2 separate regions of the Capra hircus genome follow, and region 1 is linked to region 2. The links are chromatin contacts, called in public Hi-C maps. All regions are on one chromosome and are shown on one strand. The core of a region is the stretch at or near the end of the contact, and the rest is flanking DNA. Distances in the headings are between cores, read along the strand shown.

Region 1 (4,606 bases), core at 1,154-3,653, 130 kb after region 2:
CAGCACTTTTAGGGTGTCAAGGAATCCAGTGCGGGCTGCATCGTGGGCCGGAGTGGTGCCCGAGGCGTCCTGGACATTGGGGCTGGCGCCTTGCTTCAGGAGTTCCAGGGCAATGGTGGGACTGCCGAACATCATGACCTGGTGGGGGGAATGGGGGTAGAGAAGGGTCAGGGAGTCTCCAAAGGAGGAGGTCTGGGGAAACGGGTGACTGGAGAGAGGGGTCATTCGGGAGTTGAGAATGCCAGATACAAGGTTCTCAAGAGAAGGAAAAACTCCGGGGAACAAAAACTTTCAGGCAGCTGTTGAGACCCCAGAGAACAAGATCTCCTGGGAATAAGGAACTTCAAAAAACTGGTCACCCCCCGCCCCCCGCTAGGGTATACCCCCGTGGAAATTTTCAGGGAACCTAAGACCCCAAGGAACCAGAGACACTTCTCCCCACAGATGGGAAATCATCAGGAAATATGAACCCCACCAGGAAACAGACCTCAGAGAACAGTCCCCTCCAGGAAATGGAGATGGCCAGGGAATTTAAAACTCCTCCAAGGAATTTCCCCCTCCCATATAGTAGGGATCCTTTCTGATGAAATGGGGTTCCCCTTTTGTAAAGGTCCCCAAGGGAACAGGGACTCCCATGTAATCTGTGACTACTCCCTTATTGGTATCCCCCTCCCCAAATATGCCAGTAAGAAAACCCCGCGGGAATAGAGATTCTCCCCCACAGGAAACTGGATACCTCGCAGAGAACCCCCTGAAAATGGGTACACCTTGGAAATAGGAATCCTTCCTTCCTGCGGTCGGATCGTCCATAGATGCTCCAAGACATTGGAGCTGCCCTCATGAAACTCGGATCCAAAGAAGGCGAACCCTCACCCAGGGAATAAGAACTTCTCCAGGGAAACTGAATCCTTCGCAATCAGAGAGCAAGGAATCCTCCAAAGATGGAAAGCTCTCCCCTCCCCCCAACCTAACCCCATCCACCACCCACCTAAGAAAGGGGACATTAGGGAGCCAAGTCAGCCCAGAGACGCAGGAACAGACCTCAGTCGGCTACCAACGGGAACAAGGAGAGAAGAGGGAAGGGGTCTGCGGGCCGGCCCGGGCTCACCTGCAGCGCCGTCTTGCCAAAGCGGTTCAGAACGTCTGGGTGCACCAGCTCGCGGTGCAGAAGGCGGCGCACCTCCTGCACGTCTCCTCGGGCCGCCGCCCCGCTCAGCCGGTCGCCGGCGTGGACCTCTTCCAGCAGCATGTCGATACTGGCGGCCTGCGAAGCCCCCCGCCCCACCCCGCGGCGGTCAGTGAGGGGGAGCCCACCGGCGCTAGCCCGAACAGCCCTCCCACAGCGTCCCCGGCCTGCGAAGAGGTCGGACTCTCCTGTCTGGGTCTCGGGCGCGACCCCCACCCTCCCGGCCGGCTCCTCCCCCTGTCAGCCGGTGGGTAGAGAGGGGCTGAGAGCCCAGGCCCAACCCTCCGCTAGCCCGCTGGGCCCTGCCCGGCGCCCGCCCCTTGGGGGCCGGGTCTCCCCCCAACTCACCCTCCCTCCTCCTCTTCGGGCGGGGTCTGTTCTGAGCCAGCGTCTCCGCCGCTGCGGAGCAGGCCGCTAGGGGGCGGAGCCAGAGCTCTCGCGGCCCCGCCCCCAAACGCCGCGGATTTGTTTTCTTATGAACTTGCTACGTTGTAGCCCAGCTGCGATGCCCGGCTCCCGACCCTGTAGTGCTCCGCCCTCCTTGCCAGCGCAGCCAATGGCCACGCGTTGCCAGGGAGGCTTTGTGCGCCGGCGTGGGCGGGCCCGCTTCTGATTGGACAAACTTCGGCGACCGGTGAACCGCGAACAATGGCGGGGTTTTCGGTTTTTCAAAAGCGACGGGCGGGCGGGAAAGAGGGCCCGTTTAACTGACCCAGGGGAGAAAGGTCAGGCGCAGGGTAGCGCGGGCTGCTCCGGGACCTCGGCACTTCCGAGGGAAAGGGAGGCAGGGCTGGGACCGCCCAGTTTGGAGTTATGCGGTGCGATAATATTCGTTAGTTCTTACTGTGCAAAGTGCTTTATTTCATTCACTCACTGTGTGCCGGAGCCGTTCTTGGCGCTGGGGGTCCTGCATTCGAGCTACTGAGTAATTTTAGTGTTAAGCACCGTGAGGAAAATAAAGCATGGAAATGGGGTGAGTGAAAAAGGAATCACGTTTGGCTCAGATTGCGCCAGCCCTGGCACAGCAAATGCAAGGGCGTGGAAGAAAGTTCATTCACCAGCTGCCACGTGGGTGAGACTGGGAGGCGAGAGTCGCGTCGGAGGCTCTTAACAGAGGCCTTCAACAGCGGGGCCTTCACACATTTACCGACCTGCTACTGTGTACTATGCACCCCAGTAGAAAGCAAGCCAGGTGCCTCCTGGCTGTTGGATACTTACCTTTTAGAGCTGGAGACGACAATAAATATTTTCAGAGTGCTATACACTGTGGAGCTGACAAAATGAGATAAATAATGGTGTCTTGGGAAAAGAAGGCTTTGAAATAGAGAGGTCGGGCATGGCCACCCTAAGAAGGTGACATTTGATTTGAGACCTGAAGGTGAGGGAAGGAGCCGTGTGTCTCTCAGGAAAAACATACCAGGTGGAGGCGCTACAGATTCAAAGGCCCTGAGCTGTAAGCATGTCTAGTAAGTCCAGGAAGAGCGAGGTATAGAGACGGAGAGAAGGGGGAGGAGGTGAGGGGTGAACAGGCGTGTGGGCTGTGGTGAGCACTTTTACTTTTTAAAAAGAATGGGGAATTTCCCTGGCGGTCCAGTGGTTAAGACTCCGAGCATCTGCTGCAGGGGGTCCAGGTTCAATCCCTGGTCGGGGAACTACGGTCCCGCAAGCTGCCCAGAACGACAGAAATCAATGGGTGGAACCCTGGGAAGCTTCTGTATTGAGGAGCCACGGTCTAGTTTAGGAGTTAATAGGCGCCCTCTGGTGGCTATGATGGGAACTGGCTGTCATGGGAGAGGGAAGCCCAGAGCCTGGGAGACCAAGGTGGGAGCAATTGCGAGGGCCCAGCTGAGAGATGACCAGGGCTGAGAAATGGATATGTTGCCCACTCTTATCCCAGCACCCCAGGGGCACCTCTGACATCCCCAGCCCCCAGCCAAGAAGTACATAACAGCAGCTAGATTCATCTTTTTAATGCCATCCTAAAACTCAGAAATGGGCCAGTGGGGCCTCTGGGCTCAGCAGCTGTGGAGGAGGGACTCCCCACACCTCCTAAGGCAGGTCACTGCAAAAAGGCACTCATGAGGGGGACTTCAAGCCCCTCTTCTATTTCTTCATATAAAACGGGGAGGGGGAGGGGTGAGAGTCTGAGAGCTGGAGATTATCACTCCCAGCCTACCAGTAAAGGAAATGGGTAGGAGCAAGTCAGGTGCTGGGAGTAACAAACCAGTAATTCAAGGGCTGCCCTCACACACACACACCCCATCTTCCCTCCTTCTCTAGTGGAGGCTGCAGTTGGGGCCTGGGGAGAAGACAGCCCAGGTTCAGGCCCCCACTTCTCCCTTCTAGCTGGTACGAAGTTGATAATCTGTAGGGAAACAATGAGCAGGGACCATCTCAGAAGTGGGGGAAGGAGACAGGACAGCACCCCCACCCACAACCCATCCCCTTCCCCAGTGCTCATGATCAACCCCACAAGTCTGTAACAGGGCTAAGGATGGGCTCAAACATGGCGACTGTAACCACAGCACCATGCCTGTCTCCAGGCAACAGACGGGGCTGCTGTGTGTTCAGTTGCTTATCCAAACCCCACCACCACCACCCTGGAACTGGCAACTGTCCCCATTTTAAAGATAGGCAAACCGAGACTCGGGAGGGCACACTGACAAAGATAGGATAGACCTGAGGGCCACGCCTGTCGGTTTTGGAGCCCTCTGAGACAAGATGTTTCAAATCCCCAAGACCATGCCCATTCATCTTGTCCCTGTCATCTCAGGGAGCCGGGCCACCTTACCGCCACTCTGGGTGATATAGCGGACCCAGGGCAGGGCCTGGTAACCACTCTTCTCAATGATCTTCATGTATCGGACCTGGAAAGGGATGAAAGGAGGTGGCCCAGGGTAGGGGGACAGAGCAGGCTGGGGCCAGGGGAACATAAATAACACAACTTCCAGGAATAAGAAAGCACGGCCTGGGAGGAATGAAGTAACAAGGCTCAGGACAAAGATGTGACCAGGACAGTGTATGTGTGTGGGGAGATCAGGTGGTCCAGGACAGTGGGAAAGATGGCACGTTCTAAGAGAATTGACACAATACAGTTTAGGCACAGGGCAAAGCTAGTGGGGAGGGGAAGGGGACCCAGGCTGAGAGCAGAAAAAGCAACACTGTGAGACTTCCCTGGTGGCTCAGTGTTAAGAATCTGCCTGCCAACACAGGAGACAGGGGTTCAATCCCCGATCTGGGAGGATCCCACATGCCCTGGGTCAACTAAGCCCATGTGCCACAACTACTGAGTCTGCCCTAGAGCCCAGGAGCCGCAATTAGTGAGGCCACGTGCTGCAACTGCTGAAGCCTGTGCGCCCTAGAACCCGCGCTCCACGAGAGAAGCCACCAGTGAGCAGCCCACACACCACGACTAGAGAA
Region 2 (4,499 bases), core at 917-3,416:
TTTTCACTCCAGTGGCTTGCCCACCAGGTAACACTAGCCAGGTGAAAGGGTTAGTCGCTCAATCGTATCCGACTCTTTGCAACCCCATGGACTGTAGTCCACCAGGCTTCTCTGTCCATGGGATTCTCCCTCCAGGCAAGAATACTGGAGTGGTCACTATTCCCTACTCCAGGAGATATTCCCCACCCAGGGATTGAACCTGGGTCTCCTGCACTGCAGGCAGATTCTTTACCATCTGAGCCACCAGGGAAGCCCTAGCCAGGAGGCTGCTGCTTTAAGTAATGGGTTGGACCCAGAACCGGGACTAAATGTAGGCACGGATACTGTGTCTCAGCAGGATGAGGAAGGGCGCTTCTAGGTGTTTCTGGATAAACAACTGCGAGCTGATACATGGGAAGACAGAATGAGGTTTTCCTAACTGGAAAGTTCTAGAAGGTATATTCCATAAGTGTGAGAGCAGAGCAGCCCCTGGAATGTGGGTGTAGGAGCTCTGAGTTGGTGGAGCAAGAAGTTAGCACACAAGGTCTCAGGAGAGCCATTCTGTTGGCCTGTGAGCACAGCTGAGCGGCTGCGGGGGGTGGGGGGGTGGGGGTTGCAGGTTGTCGAAAGAACATACAGACTTGGGATTCTGGGGGTCTGTATTTGGGGGACAATAGATAAAAGAAGGGGTGGTGAATCTGGAATCAGGATGGGCGGGTTCCTTGTAACAGCAGGGTCATTGTGGATGTCTGAGAATAGCACACCAAGTTTGGGTCAGAAGGGAGATGGGGTGGATTTGGGTCCTGGACTTGGGTTTGAATGTGGCATTCTGAAGCTGGCAAAGGTTCCCACTGGAAGTCTGTCTTGGGGGTGGGCGGGGACTGGGTGTGAGGTACCAAGGAGGGGCAGGGGTTCTGGCTGGGCAGGAAGCCACGCGGGTAGGGTTTCCTGATGTAATGGGAAATTGGGTCTAACAGTACCAGAGGCTAAAGGAGAGCCTCCGGAATTGGAGGCTCCATCAGGGTGGAGGTGGTGGTTCATTCTGAACAGGACCCAGGTTTCAAAATTCCAGGCCTAGATGAGACTGAGGGCCTTGGGGGAAGGGGGTACCAATCTTTGTTCTAGGGGAGGGGTCCTGGGTGTGGGTTGGAGTCCCAAGCCAGGAATAGAAATCTCAGGGGAAGACAGAATTATTTTATTCAGAGGAGTAAGACTTCTGGATCTGAACCATAAGGATCCAGAAAAGCAGGTCGCAGAACAGACTTAAACTATTGGGAACTCTAGGGTTTTGGAGGACTTCCAGAAGGGGCCAGTAGTAAAGAGCCTGCCTGCCAATGCAGGAGACATAAAAGACGCGGGTTCGATCCCTGGATCGAGAAGATCCCGTGGAAAAGGAAATGTCAACCGACTCCAGTATTCTTGCCTGGAGAATCGCACGGACACAGAAGCCTGGCGGGCTACAGTCCATGGGGTCACAGAGTTGGACACGACTGAAGCGACTGAGCACAGGGGTTAGGAGGGGCCATGGAACAGCCAAGATCTTAACTAGGTACCCGACTAGGTTCAGGATCCAGATTCTGAGGTAGAAATCTGGGGGTAAATGTAAGATCCCAAGCAGGATTGGGAGGCACGTCAAAAGCTTGTCTTGGCAGTCTAAACTCTAAAAAGATACCGTACAGGTCAACCTGGCGTTTCAAGAAGAAACTGGAAGCGCGGGGCGGTGGGGGTGGGAGTGGGGGGGGGCGGCGCCGGCATCGCGGGCAAGGAACTCAGGGGTCCCGGCAATTCTATGGCCCCGGAATTGAATCGAAGAACCCTAGGCTATTCGGAAAGTCCAGGCTGTAAGGGGCAATCCCAGGTATCAATGGCTGGGGCCCCCCGGCAGTATCAGGGGGTCAGAACTCTGAAGCGGAGTCCCGGGAGTGGGGGAAGGGGCTGGGCGCGCGAGCTCTACCTGGTGCCGCCAGCGGAAGAGGCTAGCGGTGTCGATGTTGGGGTGCGTCTCGTCTTCATCATCAGACACCTCGATGTGGTCCCACACGCTGTAGTCCACCATCTTGCCTCGGGGCCCAGCCCTCCAGGGTTCTGGTAGCGGTGGCGGCGACGGCGGCGGCAGCAGCGGCAGCACTGAGACTCAGCCCCCGGAGCCCCGCCCCTTCCGCTTCCGCCCTGACGCTCACACCCCGCCCTCGCGTGACGTCATATCCTTAGTAACCTCAGCAGCGGCGCTGGCGACCAAATTCTTAAAGAGCCCTGCGCACGTGTTCCGGCTCTCGGGAGTCCGCCGAGACCTCATCCCATCCGGCTTCCGGCCTCCACTAGGCCCCTCCTGGGGACTTACGGGTGGGTTCTCCAACCTCGAGCCCCCCTGATCTCCCGCTACCCTAGGGTGGGCGTTTACGGCAGCCTTGGGAGAGGGGGCAGTTGGCGAGACTGAAAAAGAGGATTGTCCTCTTAGCCACGCCACAGTGACGTCAGCCTGAGCCCACTACTGGAGCTCGGCCTCGGCGAAAAGACCTCGCTCCCGTCTTTTGTGAAGAGGGACTTAATTTTGTCCTGGAGATGGTGCCTGATGGGAAAGGACCTTCCCAGTACAAGGGGTACAAGGCCCTGCTCTAGGAGGGTCTAAGTGAAGGAAGGTTGTGGCCCTGCCCTCGAGGAGTCGAGATGGGGGCGATGTGGCCCTGCCTTGAGAACTGGTGTTTCCCTGGCTCGGACCACAGCTTCCCCTCTTGCCTCCCCCATCTTCTGCCACTCCTTAGCGGGGATTCGCGCATACACGCCCCCTCTGGAATCACCCGACCGCACTTAACGAGCCTCAGGAGCTTGTCTACGGCGGCTCCCCATGCGTCCGCTGGGTGTCGCTAGTGTCTAACTAGCGGCCAGTGCGGGTGCCCCGCGCCAGGTGGGGGAGGGGTGGAAGAGCTTGGAAGTGCGCACGCAGGGGGTCTTTCTCCGTCGAGGTACTCTGGGACTCCTCGCAGTTCCTCCCTCTTTCGTCTGGGATCCCCTTCCTCGTTCCAGACTCTAAGAACTCCATTACACTGAGCTTGGGCGACCGCAGCCACACATTTTCATGTATCCCTACCCACGCTTTGATACCGGGATAAAAGGCTGCGTTGCAGCCTAGGGCCAGGATTATCTCAGATTAAAGGGCGTAGGGCGGGGGACAGGGAGAATGGGTAGAGATTCATCACTTGAGTGAAGGGCGCCTCTTCCAGACTCCCCCCAACCAAGCAGGCGTTTGGGGGGGCGCTGGAGAGGAAGGAGTAAAGGTCTTTAAATTGGTGGGGTGTGGGGGATTCCCCGGCCCCGGGAAGGGGTGGGGCCATCCGGACAAAAGCGCCCGCCCGCCGCTGCCCCTCCCCCTCACGGTCCATTCAAACCCGCGAGTAGGCGGGCGGGGGCGGGGGAGTCCCCCTTTCCTCCTCCTCCTCCAACCCTGGCAGTTCAGCATCACAGCGGCCGTCAAGGCCCGGGTACGCGCGCGCACGGACCTACATCCCAGCGGGGCTCCCGATCTCACACATACACACACACACACACACACACACACACACACACACACCCCGGCAAACAAAGGGTCTGGACACCCCGGTCCCCTCCCGCCCCCCAGGCCGGAGAGGGCGGGGCATCCCCTCCCCAGCCCCCCTGCAAGGTAAGCTTTGGACTACGACTGCGGCCGGGAGGGGGACCTGGCCCCTGGGAGGGAGGGGCTCCGAGCGGGGAGGGGGGAATTCCATCGCTCCCCAAGAAAGGCAGGGTCCCCCACGTAGCCGGTTGAGGGCTGCAGGCTGGCCTCCAGGCTAAGGGTGTATAGGGAGGACCCCGAATCGGGATTCCCGGGTAGGCTTGGGGAGGGGGGGGAAAGGTGGGGGCGGGGGATGTCTCTACCCAGCTTCGGAGACTGGAGCTGCCCAGCCCCAACGAATCAGGGTCCCAGGAGCCCCAGCTCCCAGAATTGGGGACAGGGCGCCGGAAGCTCCCCGATCAGCGCCAGGCTTTTACTAATCTCCTGCCAACACAGCATCTCCACTCCTGGGGACTGAGACAGAGACCCCTGAGTTGCTTCCCACTGTCCCTCGCCCTCCCAACCACCCACCCCCCATCAGCGCATCTCCAGCTGGATGTGTGGCATCTCTGGGGTGGGGGTGGGGGTCTGGGAATGCTCCTCTGGGCTCCCAAGCTTCCTCTGCTGCATCCCACAGCCACACACTGCTTAGCTGCGGTTGTGGGACTGGGCAAACGGTTTGCCTTCCTGAGCCTCAATTTCCTCATCTGCAAAGTGGGTGATGACTCACCCAGGATTAGGGGAGGTCTTGTTTTCCAGTCTACATTAGTCAGTCATTTATTTTCAAGCTCATTCCACACGTATTTCCCAAGTGCCTACTGTATGTCAGGGCCCTGTGGCTGGGTGGTCAGACTACAGCAACCAAAGAGAAGCTGGGTCCCGGCTTGGCTGACCCTGGAGACTGCTGAGGGAGCAAGATCAGTATGTGAACAGAGAAATCCCCTCAGTG

The links. A called contact is a pair of places that touch in the nucleus more often than the background predicts.
Region 1: a contact with region 2 is called in a Hi-C map of liver, with 3 times the contacts expected there. The contact joins the promoter of CDKN2D here to the promoter of CDC37 in region 2. A contact is called at or near these places in 4 of 5 Hi-C or Micro-C datasets (blood and liver).

Annotation. Positions count from the first base shown.
Region 1 is chr7:94,950,956-94,955,561 of ARS1.2, forward strand. CDKN2D (cyclin-dependent kinase 4 inhibitor D) reads right to left here and starts at 2,404. Exons shown (of 3, transcript XM_018051064.1): 1 at 1,535-2,404; 2 at 1,109-1,264; 3 at 1-138. The coding sequence starts at 1,249. It overlaps AP1M2 (AP-1 complex subunit mu-2), which reads right to left. Exons shown (of 12, transcript XM_013965162.2): 11 at 3,978-4,053; 12 at 3,142-3,551. The coding sequence ends at 3,529.
Region 2 is chr7:94,817,343-94,821,841 of ARS1.2, forward strand. It overlaps CDC37 (hsp90 co-chaperone Cdc37), which reads right to left and starts at 2,167. Exons shown (of 8, transcript XM_018051044.1): 1 at 1,934-2,167. The coding sequence starts at 2,035.